Regions from separate parts of the Mus musculus genome. Here regions 1, 2, 3, 4 and 6 are each linked to region 5. A link is a contact called in public Hi-C, HiChIP or PLAC-seq and capture Hi-C data. All regions are on one chromosome and are shown on one strand. The core of a region is the stretch at or near the end of the contact, and the rest is flanking DNA. Distances in the headings are between cores, read along the strand shown. Region 1 holds the start of Irgm1 (immunity-related GTPase family M member 1). Region 2 holds the start of Ifi47 (interferon gamma inducible protein 47). Region 3 holds the start of Rack1 (receptor for activated C kinase 1). Region 4 holds the start of Rufy1 (RUN and FYVE domain containing 1). Region 5 holds the start of Cnot6 (CCR4-NOT transcription complex, subunit 6). Region 6 holds the start of Cby3 (chibby family member 3).

What was found. Hi-C and Micro-C count contacts between places; a contact is called where the count stands out from the background. HiChIP or PLAC-seq counts read pairs in DNA pulled down with a chosen protein or histone mark. Capture Hi-C pulls out chosen DNA fragments and counts their contacts.
Region 1: a contact with region 5 is called in a FOXA1 HiChIP or PLAC-seq map of pancreatic cancer cells. The contact joins the promoter of Irgm1 here to the promoter of Cnot6 in region 5. A contact is called at or near these places in 2 of 39 promoter capture datasets (erythroid cells and hippocampal neurons), 3 of 484 Hi-C or Micro-C datasets (CD4 T cells, muscle stem cells and rod photoreceptor) and 2 of 115 datasets of contacts at active chromatin or transcription factors (memory CD8 T cells and pancreatic cancer cells).
Region 2: a Hi-C map of CD4 T cells shows a contact between it and region 5, with 3 times the contacts expected there. The contact joins the promoter of Ifi47 here to the promoter of Cnot6 in region 5. A contact is called at or near these places in 1 of 484 Hi-C or Micro-C datasets (CD4 T cells) and 2 of 115 datasets of contacts at active chromatin or transcription factors (memory CD8 T cells and pancreatic cancer cells).
Region 3: a contact with region 5 is called in an H3K27ac HiChIP or PLAC-seq map of microglia, with 6 times the contacts expected there. The contact joins the promoter of Rack1 here to the promoter of Cnot6 in region 5. A contact is called at or near these places in 13 of 39 promoter capture datasets (the 3T3-L1 cell line, the C10 cell line, the HPC-7 cell line and 10 more), 2 of 484 Hi-C or Micro-C datasets (the HPC-7 cell line and uterus), 5 of 115 datasets of contacts at active chromatin or transcription factors (astrocytes, bone marrow-derived macrophages, extraembryonic endoderm stem cells and 2 more) and 1 of 9 other capture datasets (adipose tissue).
Region 4: a contact with region 5 is called in a capture Hi-C map of macrophages, with 2.6 times the contacts expected there. The contact joins the promoter of Rufy1 here to the promoter of Cnot6 in region 5. A contact is called at or near these places in 5 of 39 promoter capture datasets (erythroid cells, hematopoietic stem and progenitor cells, liver and 2 more), 4 of 484 Hi-C or Micro-C datasets (CD4 T cells, the MNK3 cell line, muscle stem cells and 1 more), 2 of 115 datasets of contacts at active chromatin or transcription factors (large pre-B cells and pancreatic cancer cells) and 3 of 9 other capture datasets (adipose tissue, liver and macrophages).
Region 6: a contact with region 5 is called in an H3K4me3 HiChIP or PLAC-seq map of pro-B cells, with 4 times the contacts expected there. The contact joins the promoter of Cby3 here to the promoter of Cnot6 in region 5. A contact is called at or near these places in 1 of 39 promoter capture datasets (hematopoietic stem and progenitor cells), 2 of 484 Hi-C or Micro-C datasets (embryonic stem cells and group 2 innate lymphoid cells) and 2 of 115 datasets of contacts at active chromatin or transcription factors (large pre-B cells and pro-B cells).

Annotation. Positions count from the first base shown.
Region 1 is chr11:48,869,595-48,872,951 of GRCm38.p6, reverse strand. It overlaps Irgm1 (immunity-related GTPase family M member 1), which reads left to right and starts at 1,532. Exons shown (of 3, transcript NM_008326.2): 1 at 1,532-1,858.
Region 2 is chr11:49,085,284-49,088,826 of GRCm38.p6, reverse strand. It overlaps Ifi47 (interferon gamma inducible protein 47), which reads right to left and starts at 1,810. Exons shown (of 2, transcript NM_008330.2): 1 at 1,683-1,810. It also overlaps the pseudogene Gm12188.
Region 3 is chr11:48,798,687-48,802,129 of GRCm38.p6, reverse strand. It overlaps Rack1 (receptor for activated C kinase 1), which reads right to left and starts at 1,770. Exons shown (of 8, transcript NM_008143.3): 1 at 1,558-1,770; 2 at 296-467. The coding sequence starts at 1,666. Gm36109 (predicted gene, 36109) reads left to right here and starts at 2,727. Exons shown (of 2, transcript NR_166852.1): 1 at 2,727-2,749. It overlaps LOC115485831 (a small nucleolar RNA gene), which reads right to left and starts at 1,265; the gene lies at 1,198-1,265. Snord96a (small nucleolar RNA, C/D box 96A) reads right to left here and starts at 97; the gene lies at 21-97.
Region 4 is chr11:50,429,352-50,432,877 of GRCm38.p6, reverse strand. Rufy1 (RUN and FYVE domain containing 1) reads left to right here and starts at 1,753. Exons shown (of 18, transcript NM_172557.3): 1 at 1,753-2,094. The coding sequence starts at 1,773.
Region 5 is chr11:49,710,542-49,714,200 of GRCm38.p6, reverse strand. Cnot6 (CCR4-NOT transcription complex, subunit 6) reads left to right here and starts at 1,479. Exons shown (of 12, transcript NM_212484.2): 1 at 1,479-1,847. It overlaps Gm36411 (a long non-coding RNA gene), which reads right to left and starts at 729. Exons shown (of 4, transcript XR_879826.3): 1 at 1-729.
Region 6 is chr11:50,356,087-50,359,337 of GRCm38.p6, reverse strand. Cby3 (chibby family member 3) reads right to left here and starts at 1,577. Exons shown (of 2, transcript NM_029691.1): 1 at 1,535-1,577; 2 at 1-298. The coding sequence starts at 84. It overlaps Mir804 (microRNA 804), which reads left to right and starts at 1,459; the gene lies at 1,459-1,553.

The DNA of each region.
Region 1 (3,357 bases), core at 283-2,782, 840 kb after region 5:
ACATTTTTAAGGACAGACCGCCTGTGTTCTGATTATTGACTGTGTACACACAGCATCCTGCCCTGAGGAATCTTTACCTGACACCCAGTTATAACAAACCCTGCTGTGCCCAGCCTCAGTTCCTCCGCAGGAGCAAGAGCCTGAGAGAACTAACTCTGAGCTCAAGGGAGACCCTGGCCCTGGGGAAACACAAAGTGCTGAGTTGAAATGCTGGCTCACTGAGACAGAAGGTTCCAGAAACTCTCTTCCTGGCCTTCCTGTACTGTGCTCAGACCTGTTCCTGTTTGTTCTTATAGAAATCACATAAAGAAAGCAGGACATACAGATTGTCCAGTCTCTCAAAGACAGACATTGAAACTAGCCTGCTTTCTCCTCAGGCTTTGAGGAGAAGCTGAGGGCTTAGAGGAATCAAACAAGGACAGATCCTGGCTATCACTCAAGGCCTCCAGTTCATTAAACAACAGCTCACACTTGTTCCTCTTCTCAGCAACTCAGTCTTTTCCGGTAAGGAGAAAGAGAAAGCCACCAGCGCCGGTAGAGGATCACATTACTGGTCACTTGGAGGGGTGACAAAGGGCTCCTTGTGACCAGAGGATCACATTGCCCAAACCTCTGGGCAATACTGAGCCTGTAATGGGCAGAAGTAGAGTTTGGAACACTGGTTAGTGCCTGTGTGAGGAGCCGCCTCATTCCTCCTGGCCCAATCTGTCTCCCTCTCGCAGTGACTATGGAACAGGCTCAGCTCTGCCCCTCTTTGCTGTGCAGTAAGAACTCACCGGTAGGTACAGAAGAGCAGCAGAGAGAATAACAGCCGCCCGACACTCTGAAAGCTACTTGGCTCCTCTTCGCTGCCCCCTCTGTCACTGTGACCGTGGCCGGTTGCTTTAAAAAAAAAAAATTCTGTTTTTCTTCATGAAAACGTTACACAGGGGTCAGTGCTTCTATGCCATGGTCAAAGCGTCCAGCCCCTGCGTTTACTCTCTAATAATCTACCTCCTAGATCTGAGGAAAATGAAGTATGTCCCCTCTCAGCTCATACCCTCTTCCCTCTCAAACACTAACGAGGACAAGAACCCGATTCTCGACTCCCTGGTGCTCTGACATTCTCCTTTATATAGAGAGGTGTGATTAATCAAGTGAGCCGGCAAACGGGGTAAACGATCATACAGAACAAGGTCTCAGTGCAGCCTCCAAGCTCGGGGTGGCCTGAGGTTGCTGGGTCTGGAGGTTAGCATTGCCCAGGGCCAGCATCTCCACAGGTGGTATCCACGGAAAGAAGTAGCAGGTTCAGACACTGGAAGGTCTGACGCGGGGCTGGCTGTTAAAGTCCCTAAACAGACACAACTCCAACCCCAACGCCCCCACCCTCCACTTCCACCACCACCTCCAATCCCTCATCCCGACCCCTGTTGACGGTGAGTCAGCACAGCAGGGTTCTGCTCCTCTTTGAAGACTACTATGCAGCCCGCCCAGCCTAATCCTGAAAACTAGCCTGTTTCAAGAAATAGAAACCGAAACTGATTCTCAATTCGAGTCCGTCCCCCCCCCGCTCCCCCGCTGGGCCCAGGCAGGCATATCTCCGGTCTAGAAAGTGCAGGACAAAAAGCAAGGTCTGCTCGAAGACCAGAAGCTGAAAGAAAATCCACGCGATCAGACCTCCTCTTGGTTCGTCTCCTCTCAGAAGGACTCCAGACCTCTGCATCTCATCTCTCAACATCCGGGTCTATATTCCAGTTTTGGATCTCTACATAGGGAACTTCTGCCGGAGGACAGCAACGTTTTTGTCCTAGGAAGAAAGGGGTGACGTTCCAGGAAGGCCACTAACATCGAATCACACATAATAACTCCTCTGGATCAGGTAAGTAAAAGTCTCTTAAATGTAGCTTGGCCACCCCCAATCTAATATGAATCCCCCAATATAATATGAACGGTAAAACCGTGAAAACAGGTCATGTGACCTTGGGGTCTGGTTTCTTTTGCTCAGGCAGTGTCCACAGCAGAGCCTCACTTTGACTGTCTAGTACCACACAGCCCTGCTGTATCTTTGCTGTTCAGATATATCTAAACCACCAGCCTGGAGGCAAATGCGTACCTCACCTTATTTCTGGCCTTGTGGTTCTTCTAATGCTGGCTAAATTTGAAGGAGGGCAGAGCGTGCCAACCCATATTCTCTTGGAATTTAAGATAGCGTCTCTTCATAGCTCCACAAAATAAACGCCCAGGATTAGAATGGACCACAGGCAATATCTAGGATACATGAAAAAAATAGGGGGGGGGGGAGGTTTGTTTCTTATCTGGACTACCCATGGAATAGGAATCTCAGAGTAGGTTTTGAGTATAAGGTATCATAGTGACCTTTTTGTCTGACTCCATTAAAATGTTTTATTTGCATTGGAGAAAGTGTCTCTGTTTAAGGAACCACCTCCTTCACTAGTCTGTAAGTTTATAGTTAATGAGATGGGAGCTTTTCAAATACCATCTTCCCAGAGCATGTGGGTTCAGTACTGTCCCCATTCACCGTGAGCAAGTTTATCACACTTTCCAAAGATAAATAAATATCAGAGGGAATTGTGTGGTCCCTGCTACCTTTCATGCAGCTATGGGCAAGTGTGTGCGAGCATGCTCTCCGTTCTGTGTCGGTTGCGAGACTCGAAAGACATTTCCTCACGGGTCTCATCCTCTTTCCCAGATTGACAGCCACAAGGATCTATATTCTTCTTTGGGGATCTTCGCCCCTGTGCAGAGAGGTGAAATAGGAGTATAATCTGGTCATGATCCTCAAAAAAGGAAGTGGAGGGTCACTTGAATCCCAGAAAGAATTCTAAGGGCTCTTTGTAAATACTGGGTTGGAGTTCTGAGGCACGGTATCCCAAGGCTGTCCACACCAACATTCCTGTGTGGCTCCTGGAGGATCCTGCAGCTTCATACAGTTATCCATGCCCTTTCCCAGTCTGCTTGTAATGTATGGACTTCAGCAGCCCTCCTGAGAGTTACTGGCTCCTGCGTGCAGCTGTGACCTGCACCATCCCGGGTGTGCAGGCAGGTCCAGGGTCCAGCACCGGGTGCTCTCGGGTGTGCAGGCAGGTGGGAAGTCTCCATCTACAGTCACAGTTACATAAATAGTTCTGAGAAAGCATGGTTTGCTCTCATCTTCTACTCTGGTGAGTGGAACTCAGTTAAGTAAAACCAATACAGAACTAGACCCTGGCTAATGATAGGTGAGATGGAGGGGAGAGAATTGCCTTGAGGACAAGACACTACTGAATGTCACACAGCTTCTTGTCTGTGTACCCCGTCTCTGCACCCCATTACAGAATGTTTTCAACCCCTGAAGTTTGTCCAGCTTCATCCCCCTGG
Region 2 (3,543 bases), core at 561-3,060, 630 kb after region 5:
TTAACTTTTGAGCTGGATTCCTTAGTAGACCACATTAAGATGGCTTTGCATGTACCAGTCTTAGAAGTAAACACAAGTTAAAACAACTTGACAGAGGAATTCCCCAAGTGGCTTGTTTTCCAAAGTACCCAGAACAAAACCCTAAGTTTCCCTAGGTCTTGTAACTCAGCAAGGATTGTGAATGGAAATAATAGTGCCCGATCACATTCTGTTTAAAAGGTAAATACAGGGCGAGACGGGCTGGGCGGGATTGCTGGAGGGTCGTGGGCGGTGTGCAGGAGACGTATCAGCGGGCAGCAGCTGCAGCCAGACTCCCAGCTGGGCAACCCCCACTCACCACGTAGCCCTCGATGAGGCGTGCAGCTCCCGCCCAGGCACTACAGCACCACCCCCAGCGGCACACACACAACCCAAATCATCTATGACTGGAAATTCCTGATGGAGTGTCAGAACTCACCTGTTGCCAAAACACCCCCAAAGGACCTGCCAGCCATTTCTGGGTCACTAGCCCTACCAGCGGTGAGCCTCCCATGCAAGCCAGCCAGAGCCACCACCTGCACAGCAGCCCGGAAGATAAGCGGGCAGGCGGTGAAGTTTGAGATGGACATTTAAGGGACCATAGGACGCAGTGATGTTTCTGGGGCCCCTTGGGCCCTTGGGAAAAGAGCCACAGCAGTCAGGCCTTGTACCAGGCAGACACTGGGTGTGGATCGGCCACCCAGTCCTGCTCTTCACTCAGGGCACGTGCTCTGCCTTCCATTTTGTGAACACCAGCACATACCACCTTGTGCCTCTGTTGATAACCGAGCTGCTACTGCAGGGGAATGACTCTCACCCATACCCTCCCTGCATCGAGTGCCAGCAAGTGGACACAGAGGAGTCTGTCAGAATGATCCAGCAATTCTAGCCCTAGCCTCCGGTGCACACCCACCTTTCCTTAGGTTGGGGTAACTGAGAAAACCACCCTTTAACTTCTTTTCCTGAGAGGAAATAAAAGCCACATTTACCCTAGGCCCACAGCTGGACCCTATCTAGAAAAAAAAAAAAGTAAATACAGATGAGACTTTTTAAAAAGGGAGGGGAGGGAGGAAGGAAGGAAGGAAGGAAGGAAGGAAGGAAGGAAGGAAGGAAAGAGAGAGAAAGAAAGGAAGGAAGGAAGGAAGGAAGGAAGGAAGGAAGGAAGGAAGGAGAGAAAGAAAGAAAGAAAGAAAGAAAGAAAGAAAGAAAGAAAGAAAGAAAGAAAGAAAGAGAAAAGAAAAGAGAGAAGGGAAGGGAAGGGAAGGGAAGGGAAGGGAAGGGAAGGGAAGGGAAGGGAAGGGAAGGGAAGGGAAGGGAAGGGAAGGGAAGGGAACGAAAGGAAAGGAAAGGAAGGGAAGGAAAGGAAAGGAAAGAAAAGAAAGCAAAGCTGGCAGGGTTATGCCATACTCTCTGGTGGTGAGATCCGGCCACATTACAGTGAGCATGGTACGTTTCCTATGAGAGTCACCCATAAAGACTCTGCTCAGTCCAAACTTACTCAGAACTCTCACAGAACAACTGGCACCAAAAGGCAGTTCCAGACCCATGACTCCTATCTGTGATAGACCGGTGACATGACCTGCTGCCTATCCAAGCCAGCTCTGCCCTCTTCCCACAAAGCCAAAACCTAGGTCACACCAGGTGCAAAGGCTTTTCGCACTCACCAGATCCAAGAAGTAGAAAATACCGGGTCTGTTTCTCACTGCAGCCCACAGCACAGCCACCACCAACGGCACGGGTCTGCCCTCCTTCAGGAAAGTCTGAAGCAATGAGCCCTAGCAGAGAGAAAAAAATGAAAGATATATTTGCAGGAAACAAAAGTGAAACTAAAGCTCTTTCTTTGTTTCCCCTGCAGCATAAACATTTCCAGGAAAAAGAAAAGGACTTTAACTTGGTCAGAGAATGAAAGAAGCCTGGAAGATTCAAGGCCAGGAAGACATTTCCACTTGGCCTGTGAAGGGTCACTCGGCCAAGACATCAGGGGAATGAGTTCTCTGAAGCCAAAGGATTCCTGGGGACAAGGATGAAAGAGATGAGGGGTTTTCCAAAGACGCCAGTGAATGACTGAAACACACTGCCCATCGGGAAGGACTGTGCCATGCGTCTGCCTCCTTGTCCTTCTCAGGAACACTGTGGCTGACTAACCTCATTTCAGCCCCAAGGCACCCATGAACCTGGGGTCTCACAGGATCCAGAGCCACCAAGACAACTCAGGAAAGAGAGTAATGGAGTCTTCCTAGTTTCCTTTCTCATTTTATCTACCTCAGGATTCCCTCATGAGAGCGTAGTCTGGCACAAAGTGAAGACAGGTTTTCCAAAAACATCATTTGATGCAATGAGATAATCCCTCACAGGTTTTGTTGGTTTTAACGTTTATCACCATGGAGGAAAGACATTTGCTGCCATGTTGGGAAAAGAAGCTGTTGCTGACATGTTCTGTCCTTGGTGAAGTCTGTCTCTGAACATGGATGGTTTGGGTTATATTGACAGTGTTTCTGCATAATTTTTTGTTTTGTTTTGTTTTGGTTTGGTTTTTGTTGTTGTTGTTGTTGTTTTGTATTTTTGAGACAGGGTTTCTCTGTATAGCCCTGGCTGTCCTGGAACTTACTTTGTAGACCAGGCTGGCCTCGAACTCAGAAATCTTCCTGCCTCTGCTTCCCGAGTGCTGGGATTAAAGGCATGTACCACCACGCCCGGAGTTTCTGCGTAATTTTAACACATGTAATCAGATATGAAGAACAGATTACATGCTCCTGTTAATTAAAATGGTGTCTTTTTTTTCCAGCTCTGTGTGATTTGAGTTTATTCTCCATTTGAATGGCTGGGTGAGTGCAGAGAGTGGGAGGTTGATACCGTCCATGGTCTATGGGTCCGATTTTTGATTATCTGAAGGCACACAGTGACTCTGTCTCCTTCTGTACACAGACGTTCACATGCTTAGTGGATTCTTGTATGAGAACCAAGTACATCTCTTTCTTGGTTTCTATATGAGAGCCAAAATTTAGTTCTGAACATTGAAATCTTGAGGTATAGTGCCTGGCTTCCAGATAACTGAAGCCGTGACTCAATTATATGGCAATGTGTCACAGATTCACCATGAAGATACTCTGAGGTATGAAAAGGGGAGAAAGGGCACCATCTCTCTTTATCACTATGAGAGCATTCCTCAGCATCATGGGGCTCCCACGGTACAGTGGGACAAGAGAAGGGTGAATGAGCTGGAAGTCTGAATGTCCAGGAGAAACCAGATCTGCTTAATTCAGAGCTAAGACACCTGCAATGTCCCTGAGAAGGACACTATGGGTCTCTCTTTAGTTACAAAGCAAATGGTGAGTGACCACATCATCCTAGGTCAAGGACAAAGCTGTGTGTTCATTCATGTGTACACATGCTGGACCCATACATGCGTGCATTTCTATGAGCTGGTATATGTGTCTATGTGTGTGATAGGTATGTGTTCCTATGTGACAGATGACCCAGTAGACATAGCCAGTCACAGAACTCTGCATTTAAAATGTGTAGATG
Region 3 (3,443 bases), core at 521-3,020, 910 kb after region 5:
TCTGACATGTATCAGAGAACCCATTCAGAATTGCAGGACATGTCCTCATTCCCTTGTGGGGGATTGGTTGACAATGTCGTCTTGTCATCACTAGGATCCTCTATTACATCTGCCAAATGCCCATCTAAGACAACGTACAAGATGAGACACTTCATAGGTACCCAGTTTAAAACAACACCCCCAAATGTTGCTTTACCCTCTACAAAAGGACCAATTACCAAGGGGAGACTGCACCCCGGCGAATCTACCTCAGTTCTGCCCACTTTCCCCCCAAGATTCCAAAGCAGCTACTTGCGTTGTGAGATCCCAGAGGCGCAGCGTTCCGTCCCAGGAGCCCGAGAGGGCAAACTGACCATCAGAGGAGATAACAACATCACTAACGAAGTGGGAGTGACCTCTCAGAGCACGCTGTGGTATGCCATAGTTGGTCTCATCTCTGGTCAGCTTCCACATGATGATGGTCTTGTCTAAAAGGGTTGGTAAAGGTTGGTATAAGCCTACTTACTGTGCACCATTTACAGTCTTAAAGTCACTGGGGCCAGTAAACGGGACAGAGAAACTTCAAGTTATAAATAAAAGAGGCTTACTACTCTACAATATCAAGAGCTGTAGATCTCAGCTGTAATGTGAGACTATGGGCACCACACTTCCTGGGATTGAGACTTAAGTTCCACATTCAAAATGTATTTTATTTAAAGTGGCTCCCTACATACATATGTGTGCTACCTGTGTCTATGGTGTTCAGAAGTGCGTGTCAGGTCTCCTGGAACTAGTTTCAGATGACTGCAAGCTACCATGCAGGGTCTGGGAAACTAACCCTAACCTTAGTCATCGTCCGGGCCCGAGACTAATTAACAGCAGAAGCACCACTTGGGTGTATGTAGGCTGAGCAGAGACAGCCTTTCCCGCCTGAGAGTTACTGAAATAAATGCAGCCGTTATTGTAGCATCAGACACAATCCTAGCCACGAACCAACTTACACAGAAACGGACAATAATAAGCCTAGTATTAGGTAGGAGAGAAAATGAGCATAATTTTGGGGTGGGTAGGGAGGAAATACACATGAAGATACATCATTAAAGAAAAAAAATCATTAGTTACAAGAAAACCTAGGGCGGGACAATCAAGTCCGGAAATGTGGGGAACAAGGCATCTACAAAGTTTACCCACTGTCTATAGTTTAGGGCCAGGCGACAACAGCTCAGAAACAGCCTCTGGATTTCAGCAAAGCCACTCAGATGGCATGTTGGGGTCATCATTGCTCCGCCCGTCTTGTAGCCCCGTAAAACTACTTAAACACATCTCCAGGAAGCAAGCGAGAGATTTAAAATCGCCAACTTTGGGAGGTGGGGTGTGAGTACAGTTGCGCGACGTGTCTCGGTTTCCGTTCATGTGTAAAGGGTCGTCCCGGTTGGGGCCCAAGTTGGGGTATGCACGCCCCAACTAACAACTGGGTTGGGGAATGAACCGAGCCAACACGCGCGCCACTTGCTTAACCACGAGACTCTCATGCAGTCCCCAGGACACCGGGTGATTTACCCGGCATGCAGCCCGTACCTCGAGACGCAGACAGGATCATGTCCGGGAACTGCGGTGTGGTGGCGATCTGTGTTACCCATCCATTGTGGCCCTTAAGGGTCCCGCGAAGGGTCATCTGCTCGGTCATGGCTGCAGTTGATGCGAGGGTCGCCGCAGCGACAAGGATGGCACCGGATAGCTCAGAGAGCCAAGCACCACAGCGGCTGCCACCACGACCCTGTGGAGAAAAAGAAAGAGCGGCCTCCGCCGGAACCGGAAATACTCGGAGAGCAAGGCGGGGATTCCCATGATTCACTGCTGCTCAAAGATAGCTGCACTGAGAAGTGGGAGGAACTGGGAGAGTAGGTCTCAAGTATCGTCGTTTCTTCTGCCACGCAACCTAGTTTGGCAGCGCTGTACAAATGCATTCTGAAGCCAGATGCGCCAGGGTTTTAGAAAGGCTTCTCGGGAGATTAAAGCATGCCGTGGAAGCAGAAGTGGGGCTGAGGGCACACAAGCAAACTACAGTGGCCTCTCCGCCCTTACGTGGCAGAGACGCGGCTCCGCCCTTTCCGCTTCTGTTCAGTTCCTTGGTTGGAGACCCCGGCTCCAACTTTGACTTACGGAAGTACAATTAAAGTCGCAATTAGAGGCGTGTGCCAGCAAATCTGGCCTGTTTGTTTGTTTTATGGCAAAATTTCATGTAGCGAAGGCTAGTCTTAAACTGGTTGTGTTGCCAAGGATGGTTTTGAACTACCGACCTGCTTCTGTCTCCCAAGTACTGGAATTATAAACCGAGCCGCCGCCCGGCGAGGCTATAAAGGAGGAAGTGCTGGGTTCAGATTTCTGGGGATTCTGTTGGAAGCCCTTTCTGTGCCTCTGATCATTCCCCAGAAAAGCCTGCTGGTCTGTCTTGTGCTGCCCTGAAAGAAGTGTTCCCGGACGGGGAAGCAGAGGAACACGGATAGCCTGGCAACCCGATGACCTCAACACGTGTTCAAATTTTGTAGTGTTTCCAAATGTCACAGATCTGGCCTTAAAAAGTTTTAACTGTATGTTTTAAAGTATTTGTGTGTGAGTGCGCTTGTGATTGCCACAGAGCACTGGCTGAAGTCAGGAATTTTCTCTCCTGCCATGTGTGTTTGGCTACAGCCGATTTGTTCAGCTTCACTTTTTTTTTTTTTTTTTTTTTTTTTTTTTTTTTTTTAAGGAGCACACACAGGTCAGGAAGGTAAGCAACCACTAATGTCTATGTGAACTAAAGGATACATTTAATTATTTATTTTAGTGCTATGGGTTGAACTCCCACATGCTAGGAAGAGTGCCTTACAGAGTTAAATCCACCCAACTCCCAGCCTTGTTTAGTTTTTGTTCGTTTTTTTGTTTGTTTTTTGTTTTTCGAGACAGGGTTTCTCTGTGTAGTCCTGGCTGTCCTGAAACTCACTCTGTAGACCAGGCTGGCCTCGATGATGGAATTCATCACCACATTCAACCTTGTTTCGTTTTGATTCAGGATGTGCATAGCTCAAATTGGCCTTAAATTTATGATCTCCCTTCCTCAGCCTGCCAAGTAACTAAGATTATAGCCCTAAAACACCAAGCCCTAGGTATAAGTATTTGTTTTTCTTTCTTTTTTTTTCTTTTTTTTGGTTTTGTTTTGTTTTGGAGACAGTGTTTCTCTTTGTATCCCTGGCTCTCTGTAGACCATGCTGGCTTGTTTTTTTCTATTCGTAAATTGCATGGAATTTAACTTCTCCTCCTCCTCTTCTTATGTGTTTTGTTTTTCCAGACAATGTGTAGCCTTAGCTGCTCTGGAACTTGCCCTCTAGACCAGGATGGCCCTGAAGTCCGAGTTCACCTGCCTCTGTCTCCCAAGCGCTGGGACTAAAGACATGCACCACCATCATCCAGCTGAGTTTAGTTTC
Region 4 (3,526 bases), core at 504-3,003, 720 kb before region 5:
TAAGCTTCTCTATATTGTTCGAGGCTTAGTGTCTGTAATGCCAAAGGGAGCACAAATAATTTCTCATAGCAGCCATCCAACCACTACCAATAATGTGCTACCATCAGGAAACATATTCTAAGTTGTCCATGATTCAAAAAGGACTAAAATCCAAATTTTTAGGTGAAATTATTTGATCTCTAACAATCTACCACAACATTTTATTTTATTCTATTTGTTGAGACAGGATCTTACTACCTAGCCCTGGCTGGACTGAAACTGGTTATGTAAACTAGGCTGGCCTTAAACTCACAAAAATTTACCTGCCTCTGCCTCCAAAGTGCTGGGATTAAAAGTGTGTGCCACCACACCTGGCCTGCAACAACACTGTAATAATTTTAAACACTAAGAGTTCTGTGGTTTGACATGGTCCAAACTGTTAAATTCTTTTTTGCAAATTGTTACATTCTCATGACATTCGCATCTCCATCTTGCCAAATTCCCTTCTATCCCTAGTAAGAAAATAGGCTGAATAACCACATATCTGTAGGGTGACTTATCCAAGCCAGAGTTGGAAAGCAGAGACAATAATCACAAGGTACGTTGTGTGCTGCGTTTCCTTATCACTTAGGAATGAGGTTGGTTCAATTCCTATCAACTTAATTAATAGCAGAATACAGAGCTCATTTCCAGACCACCACTGCTGACCTTGCCTGCTAGGCTGTCATTCAGATTCATTTGATTTGAAAGAAAAAGCCCCACCACCACACACACACCTCTGACTCATCTGTCCTAATTTCTTTGGCAGCCCTTTTACAGCCTGTTCTGAAGAAAGCTGCCGAAAAATATGAAGTCGAAAATATTAGACATGAGTTGGCATGGTAAGGCACACATAAAATCCCCATACTCACTTGACAGAGGCAGGGGGATCACCAGTTCAAGGCCAGTGCTCTATTACTGAGTTCTAGGCCAGCCGGAGCTACAGACTGAAATTCTGACTGGGAACATAGCTCTGCTAGTTCTGCTAGTAGAGTGCCTGCCTAGCATGGTGTGGGGTCAGAAGCACTTGGGAGATGGAGACAGGAGGATCACAAATTCAACGGTCCTGTTGGTTATGTGTGTTGGGGGTTGGGTGAAGCTCAGTGGTAGAGGTCTTGATTAGCATGTATGAGATACGAAGTACAATTCCCAGAACTGCCATGCCGCGCGCGCGCGCACGCGCGCGCGCACACACACACACACACCCCAGAAAAAAGTAGTTAAGCACACCCCTGCCAAGTGGCCTACTGGGGGTGATGGGGACTGCGTTGTTGAGACAGGGTTTCTCTGTGTAACTCTGGCTGTCCTGGAACTCACTCCGTTGACTCTGCTGTCCTCAGCGATATTGCCTGCCTATGCCTCCCTGATGCTGGGATTAAATGCTTGTCCCACCACCACTTGGCTACATGGCCTGTTTTAATGTCTCCCTTGTGTGGGGGAAAGAAACAACAATAACAACAACAAATAAAAATCCAACAGTGAGATTTTGATTCAAAGGGGGAAAAGGCATGTGAAATGAAAGTTTAAAAGAGGAAGTTGTGTCGCAAAACGTTAAAATAAGGCGCATTCCCGGGGTGGGAAGTAGAAAGTCCAAAAGTAACTTCCAAGTGCTCCGGGCTGGGAATCACCTACGGTTAGGAATCGTACTTTCCCGAATGCTATACAAGGAAAGCAAGCCCAGGTGAGAGCGAGCAAGGCCGCAGCGGCTTAAGGTCGTCGGTCCAGGGCAGCGGCGGGTCACGTGACCTAACAACATGGCCGCCCGCGGAGAATGCCGCCGGGCGGGGCAGGATTCGGAGCCGGAGCCGGAGCGGGAGCCGGAGTCCGAGCCGGGGCCGGAGCCTGAGCCCCAAGCAGGCCTAGAGTCCGGGGAAGCGTTCGAGATCGTGGACCGGAGCCAGCTGCCGAGTCCCGGCGAGCTGCGGAGTGCGTCGCGGCCTCGAGTGGCCGACAGCTGGTCGGCGCCCATCCTGACGCTGGCGCGCAGAGCCACCGGGAACCTGTCGGCGAGCTGCGGCAGCGCGCTGCGCGCGGCCGCGGGGCTGGGAGACGGCGGCGGCGGCGGGGAGCGCGCAGGTAGGCCGGGGTCCCGCGGGCCGGGGCTGCTCCCGGGCTGGGGAAACCTGACCGGCCGGACGAGCTGCTCCGCGGAGCTGTGCCGCGCGGCGCGGCACGGGGCTCTGCAATTGGTGTCACCCACCGGGCCAGGGTGACTGCGGCCCGGGACTCCCCTCCCACCTTGTTTGTCTTTGTGAACCTCAGAGCAGCTGCGTCGTGATCACGGATTGACTTTAAATAGGAGGTTTACATTAGAGGCTTAGACGGAAAATCACCAGTGTTCGTATTTTGCATACTTGACAAATGAAGTCCGGTGCTGGTCCCCAGTTAACAATCTCGGCAGCCAGCCGGTTTGCACCTGCGGCTGAGGTTGACAGCGTATTCCAAAGTTGGTGAGAGCAGCGAGTCAGAGTCAGGAGGTTTTAGTTCCCTTTATTCTCCCGCCACTAACCCCCAACCCCACCCCCCGTGGGACGAAGACTTCCCATCACCTGTCCTACTCGCGTTTCCCAGTCTATAAAAACGGGGATTAAAAAAAAAATTAATCAGCTACGTTGAATAATCCAATTCAGCTGTTATGATCTAGATTAGAATTTCAGCATACCAATAAAGAACAAAAGTAAATTATTATTTGTTTTTTATAGCTGGGCTTGGTGATTCGGGTGCATACTTCCTGCACATGTTAATGTACGTGCTCAGAACTGCGCTAATTATAATCCATTGGTGTTTCTGAACATATCTAAAATTAAAATATAAAGGATAGCCAAGGGCGTTGTGGTGCTCGCCTTTAAGACCCGCACTTAGGAGGTAAAGGCTTGTGGAGCTCTGAGAGTTTGAGACCCACCTGGTGTACACAGTGAGCCCCTGCCTCTAAATAAATAAACAGACAAATAAATAAATAACCACGTTTCACTTGGCCTGGTCACTTACTGTGAATGGACCATGCAGACTTCAGGTTGCTGAGGTAAAGTGAGTGTTGACTGTAAATGCCTGGGGCATCACGTGCATACAATAGACTTTAGTACCCAGATTTTATTTTAAAGAACAAAATCACAACAAAAACAACAAAAAAGCTTCTTTCCTTGGTAATGAATTAACCTTGATTTTTCGGTTTTGGTCTTGGTTTTTGTTTGGGGTTTTTTTGTTTTGTTTTTAGTTTTTTGTTTTGAGACAGGGTTTCTCTAAGTATCCCTGGCTGTCCTAGAACTCACTCTGTAGACCTGGCTGGACTCGAACTCAGAAATCCTCCTGCCTCTGCCTTCTTCATGCTAGAATTAAAGATGTGCACCACCACCGCCTGGCAATCTTGGTTATTTTTATAACCTTTTCATTTGTGTGTGTATATGGGTTCACATATGTTTGTACATGTGCTTGTGTACTTGGAGACCAGAAGTTGGCTGTTTTCCTCAACTGTTTAACCCACCTTATTTTTGAGACAAGGTCTCTCACT
Region 5 (3,659 bases), core at 230-2,729:
TTCCAGGATTATAATGGAGTTGTTGCTTAATGAGGCTAAGGTTTTTGTTACACAACTAGGCTCCTCTGGAGGCATACAGTCACTGTCAAAAAGTGCAGCTGCCCTTGGGAAGATGAATTACACAAAGAAACCCTCTTCTCTAGGCTGGAGCACAGGTTCCCAGGGCACAGCACTGGAAAGGGAACAGGCCAGCAGGATGTCTACACCCCTGGCCCCTCCGCCTAGTTGTACCCTTTGTGTGAAATAGGCACTGAACAGCCTGAGTAGGTCAGGGCTTAAGAGTATCTTCAGGTAGCTCGTCTGCGCCTGTCATTTCCTCGTGTATGATGGGTGTCTCCATTGCCTTAACTTTTCCAGCGTCTCATGGCACTAGAAGCTTAGACTGACACTGCTATCCTGGCAAATAGCAGGCAATGATGATCTCAAGGCAATGCTGGGGCCAGGCAAACACAAACTGCCTTGAACAGAACATCTGGTTCTTGGAAAGGCTTTTGTCCCTCGCTGCTTTGCTCGCCTAGTTCTCTTCTGCCTTAGGCAACAGCCATGCAAGTCCCACATCCTGGAACGAAAGATGGGCTTCCTTGAGAGGCATTTTTTTTTTTCTTGTTAGTTCCTGGAAGCCATTTCACGCTCAGTTCTGGGCTGATCTGCCACGGAGGTCGGGGTAGCTATTTTCCTTCACACAATTCCTGTCAGTCTATATCGCCAGTGTATTTGAAGCCTGTTGGGCGTTACTCTTGCCCGTACACCATGACGCTGACTCGACAAGGTGGAGCTTGATTAATCCCTGTGTCCTGAATACCAGCCAAGTACTTTTTCCTGATGTAAGTATCATTAATCAGCCCATTCCTTTTCCGGTTTACCTGAAACCACATGTCCTGAGTAGACTATGTTAGCCCTCGAATGCAGCTATAGTTCGTTACTTAAATTAGGACCCCATAATTTAAAAAACAAACAAACCCTGCCTATTAATTATTTTTTTCCTGCATAGTTAGGGCAGGAACAATTAGTTGACTATTGAAGAGTGTAAGTTTTCTTTCTCGGAAGATCAAGACACTGGATAGGGTTAAACGTCTGAGAATTTAATCTGTGCTCCCAAGTGATTGACAGGCCAAGGAAAAAGCAAAATGAATCAAGAGGAGGAAAAAAAAATCAAGGGTAAAGTGGAGATAAAAGTGGACGAGAAAGAAAAAGAGCAACTAAACCGCGGAGAAACAGCTTTAGGAGAGGAGGAGACAGAAGGCGCGGAGAAGGAAAGGCGCAGAGAGAGCGGGAAGAGAGGCTGGGAGGGCGGGCAGGAGCGCGCCGGGCCGGCTCACTGCTCCGAGACCGGGGGGAACGCGGACGGGGCTAAAGCGTCGGGCTGCCAAGAGTCCACCCCCGCACGACGCGGGATAGTCGCGCCCAGCAGCGTCAGCCAATGAGAAGCCGGGATGTTGGAGAGGCGGCGGTGAGCGGGGCGTTCGCTGGCTGGGGTGGGAGGGGGACGGCGGCCGCCGCCATGATGCTTGTTTGCTTTCAATGAAAACGAGGGGGGCGCGGAAGAGGAGGCGTCGGCGTCGGTGGCGGCGGCGTCGACGGCGCGGAGGCGAAGGCGGCGGCCGGCGCGGCGAGGAGGGCGAGGCCGGGGTCCGAGAGGGCGGCAGAGCGTAGCGGCGGCTCGTGGGGTCCGGGGCGGCCGAGGCGGGCGGCTGAGGAGCGGCGGCCGAGGAGGGGGAACAAAGAGCGGCGGCGGAGGCGCTGCAGCAGCGGGCGGGACTGGTATGGTGGTTCCACAGGGCAGACCCCGCTGCACTCATCGGGAGGAGGCGGCGGCAGCGGCGGAGGAAGGCGGCGCAGCTCGAGAGGTGAGCGCGACGGGCCCGAGCGACGTCCCGCCGAGGCTCTGCTGCCTGCGCTCCCCCATCCCCCCCCAGGGGTCGCGCCCCGGCGGGGACCCCGAGCGCGCACTCGCGCACAACTTAGGAGTTCTCGGAGTGACGTCTGTCCGTCCCCCTCCTTCACACACAGCGATCGCCATCCCGTCGGTCCCCTGGCCGCGCCCCCCGCGCGGAGTCCCGGGGCTCGGCCTGGGTTGGGGGTGGGGGGTGGGAGTGTTGATTGACGGCAGTGCGGTGGCGTACAGAGGGCGGTGGCGTGAACCCTGGCTTCTCGGACCCCCGCCTCCGGCCGGTCACGCACCTCAAGAGAGGAGCTGGGGTGCCGGGACTAGGGACAAACCGGTGGCAACTTTGGAGAAGTGGCTGTGCTGGGGGGGGGGGGGTGTGCACTGTGCGGCGTGGAACTTGGCACTCCGTGGATTGACTTAATGCTCACCCTTTTTCTCCTAAAGTATTTTAAAGTCCGTTTAACGCAGATATTGGTAGGGGCGGGGCGGATTACGTGGCCAAAGAAGTGATTATCAGCTGAAGAGATTATTGGACTCAGGACTCAAGTACTAATTTCTGGAAGAAAATTTCCCTAGTTTAACCTAGTTTCAAAGACAGTGGTTATTTACTTTGGTGACCCCCCCTTCCCCCCCCCCCCCCCCCCCGCCTTGACTCTTTCTACCCTGACAACGGTCTTCAGAGACTGCTCATAAGCAACTGTAATTCTTTACTTTTAACTGTTTCTGCAAGTGACAACATTGTGCACAGGCCATCTTGTTACTGTGTTTAAATAATCTGCTAGAATTTGAGTACAGGTAAACCTGTTTTACAGGTAGATTGCCTGATTGACTACTAGGTCTAAATTCTTCTCTGCCTCTGCTTGGAATTTTAACTTTGGAGAATAAATGAAAAAACAATTCGGTGTGTAATAGCACTGTCTTTCCCACACTAGAAATTTTCACCATCCCGCAACCGTTCTGTAGGCTGGTCAAAAGATTGTGAAGGCGTATTTTGCTTTTTGTAATTGCTGCCAGTCTTTTGAAGTTGGCGCTTTGAAGAATACATTTTAGAATTAAAATTACGTGGAGCCAGTGGTCTAGTCAAATTCTCTGACCTGGCTCTGAGGAACCAAGCCTAGAATGAAGAGACTGGATCAGGATGTTAGAGTTAGGAGGGTAGTCATAAAGCAGACGTTAAGGGTGATATAGTTGTTAAGTATTTGGGGTTTGGAGAAGGAAGCGGGTATTTTTATCAGGTAGATATTAAAGTAGGTCAGGTAGCCATTTCACAGGTGCACAGGTGCTTGCTAACGTGGACAAAAATGTATGTGGCAGACATTTTCTAGTGTGACTGGAATATTCTTGAAAGAGAATCCTTGTATAAGTTGAGATGTATTATGGTTGCTGGGAAATTTCAGGCTTTTTTTTTTTTTTTGAACAGACATAGACGCTGATATACAGAACTTGGTCCTGACTACAAATAAAGGCATTATAGGAATTTGCCTACTATGCATGTAGTTTTAACTAGTATTTTGGTTAATGTTTAAACATTTGACTGAACCCATGTTAACTTTACAAAAAAAAAAAAAAAAAAAAAAAAAAGACATCTTAAAATACAGTCCCTGTTAGCCTGAATCTTTCTTTGTAGAATGGGCTGGCCTTGAACTCAGAGATCCTCCTGTTTGTGCCTCTGGAGTGCTGAGGTTAAAGGTGTCCAGCACCATGCTTAAGTTTTCATTCAATACAGCCTAGAAAGACAGTATAAGTAAGACATACTGGAAGAAATGCTTGG
Region 6 (3,251 bases), core at 328-2,827, 650 kb before region 5:
GCTCAGTCGGGTGCGCGGCTCGCCGTAGTTGAGCCCCAGTTCGGCCTGTCGCGTGCGGTGGTCCAGCAGATAGAAGGTGGACATGGATGAGATATGGCGCAGCGGTGGCCTCCGCGGCGAGAAGCGGCGCGAGAAGTGGTCGACCCAGAATTGCCTCACCTGTTTCCACAGGCGGCCCGCTTGGCTCGCCGCCAGGCACTCAAAGGCCTCCAGGGTGAAGGTGGTGTGGGCCACGCGGGGCGCGCGGGTGTCTGGAACCCTGATGTTCTGGAATGGTGAAGGCGAGCCAGTGGCACTGCTGGAAAGCAAATGGCCTGTGAGCGGCCTGCTCAGGCTAGACTCTGCAGTTGTAGGCTAGTAGGGGAGCCCATTCCTGCATAGTCACACCAGCCGTGTTCACCAAAATTACCTCCCCGGGACCCTTTATCTAGGATGTAGGTGTGTAAGAGATAATGTAGGGCTGGGCAGTGATGGCACATGCCTTTAATCCCAGCACTTGGGAGGCAGAAGCAGGTGGATTTCTGAGTTCGAGGCCAGCCTGGTCTACAAAGTGAGTTCCAGGACAGCTAGGGCTACACAGAGAAACCCTATCTCGAAAAACAAACAAAAAAAGAGATAATGTAAAGGCCCAGAAACCACGTTCTCTGAAATGCTGGAAGAGACCACAGGTAGGGGGCCACAAGTAGAGATCAGTAGCCAAGCAAGTAGGACAGGCCTTTTCTTGCTGACAGCTGTGAGGCAAAGGGCTGTCATGTTCCAGATGCATGAAAGAGCCGACAAATAGGATTGGTTCCGAGAATAGCAGAAACGTAGGCTAGAAAGGTGAGCCAGAGGGCATTTTTCGGTACAGTACAGGGAAATTGAACATTGTGGTTGTCATTCTTTAAGGGAGGCTGCTGATGGCTGCAAAGTCAGGGTTAGTGTGAACTCGGCAGAGCATCTGTCTGGTGAGATGTCTAGCACATTCTAGCACTGGCACCTGCTCCATGCCAGGTCTGGCCTGCACAGAGGATACCACAAGCACAGCCTTTGTCTATCCTCAAGATGTTCCTGGTCCAGCTGGAAAGGCGTGTATTAACATCCAGTGTAATCAATGACATCATAGGACAGACAGGTAGGTGCCTTAGCCTAGACCCATACTTAGCTTTCAAGTAACTAGAATGCTGCACACTAGAGTTAACTTTTGTTCCTAGCCAACTACTGATAGGAATCTAAAGCCCAGATAACTACCAGAACCCATCTTACTTGCTTCCTAACTCTTCTCACAACACCTATAAAGTGCTGATTCTACAGTGTGGTTTTTCAAATACCTCTCCTGCCATCGAGGGCAGGAGTGAAAACTGCTGTCGGGTTTCCTTTGCCACACCTTCATTAAACCCAACAGAATTGTGCAGGTGGGCAGAGACAGGTGTTCTCCCCCACCCCCTGATTTAACTCATGGAGCGAGTCTCTGGAAGTCCCTACACATCCATCTTTGAGGTTACAACTTCCCCAGTAGACTGTTTCCTGACATTCCTTGTGAGTTGTTCCTCACCTGGAAGATGTGGTGGCGGTGCCCAAGCTGCTGTCCCAGGCCTGGCCCCATTTCTGGGTTATGGCACCCACCTGTCTGCCAGCTGTGACTCACAATGCCTCCCTGCCAGGCCTCCTAGGGTAGAGGTGGTGTAGACAGTGAAGTGTGTTCAGTTACGGGAAGTTTCCGGAGCATTGACTGTGCTCCAGGCACTGTTCTGGGGGAGGGAAGACGTTCAATCATAAAATCGCACCCCTCATTTTGTTTAAATCTTTGTTTTGATTTAGGTCCTTTTGAGACAGGATAGCCCAGGTTACCCTGTAGCCCAGGCTAGTAAGAATCCTCCTGAGCCAGTCAGTGGCAGCAGGTGGGTTTCAAGAGTTCGAGGCCAGCCTGGTTCAAGGCTGCCAGGGCTACACAGAGAAACCCTATCTGGAAAAACAAAACAAAACAACAACAAAGGGATCTGCCTGCTTCCTGCCTTAGCCTTCCAGCCGGATTATAATCATATGTTTCTGGCTTCTATGTGGAAGGTGGGAGTATGGGTAGTGTGACCTCTGGCCAAAAGCTAACCTCCAGTATCTTCTTGATCACTCTTCACCTTACTTGTTTGTTTACTTATTATAAACATAAAGGCAGGGTATCTTTATGGAGTCCTGGCTATCCTGGAACTAGCTCTGTAGACCAGGCTGGCCTCAGACTCACAGAGATCCACTTGCTCTGCCTTAGAGTGCTGAGATCAAAAGTGCACCAACCTGCCTGGTCTTCCACCCTATTTTTTGAGTCAGAGTCTCACTGAACCTGGAGTTAGCAGAGTCAAAAGGCCAGCTGGCCAAAAAGCTGTAGGGATCTTCTACCCCCACCTTTGCCAGGGAAGTGTCTTCTTGGAGTTGTAGTGACATCAAAGGTGAGAGAGAGCTCCCAGAGATGCACTCTGTGAACAAGGTGGGAGTTGGGTACCACTCGACTTCTGGCCAGCTATGAAAGTCATGTGTTGTATTAATGAAGATAGGGCAGAGGGATCTTACTCATTCTGTCTCTCCCTTAAGTTCCAGACAGACATTGCTGTACCCTGCAGATTGTGTGTGTCAGTGTCCCGTGTCAGCACTGGGGTTAGAGATGCAGGCTGCCACACTCACTCAATCCCATGAGAACTGGGGTTCTGCACTCAGGGTCTCAGGCTTGTGCAGCAGGCCCCTCCCTCACTGAGCCATCTCAGGCCCCTTACTTGGGTTTTTGGAGACCTGATCTCACTTTGTTAGCCTAAGCTGGCTCAAATCTCCTAGGCCTAAGTGATCCTCCTCCCATCTTAGTCTCCTGAGCAGCTCCAGCCTATAGGCTGTGGCACACAGTACCTTAAGCCAACATTCTTGGCAATGGGGTGGATGGGAGGTGAGCATAAGGAATCTGGTATTGCTCTAGAACACATGTAGATTGCCCTCCAGGAATTTTAGTGCAACCTTAGTCCAGAGTGTAGCAATGGAAACTTTTGGGGGCAGATTGAGCCCAGGGCTTCCTGCATGATATTTGTATACTCTTCCAGTAACTTTTTAATTTTTTTCAAATCCTACTTTTAATGATTTTTTTAAAGATTAATTACTATACATAAGTACACTGTAACTGACTTCAGACACACCAGAAGAGAGTGTCAGATCCCATTACAGATGGTTGTGAGCCACCATGCGGTTGCTGGGAATTGAACTCAGGACCTTTGGAAGAGCAATCAGTGCTCTTACCC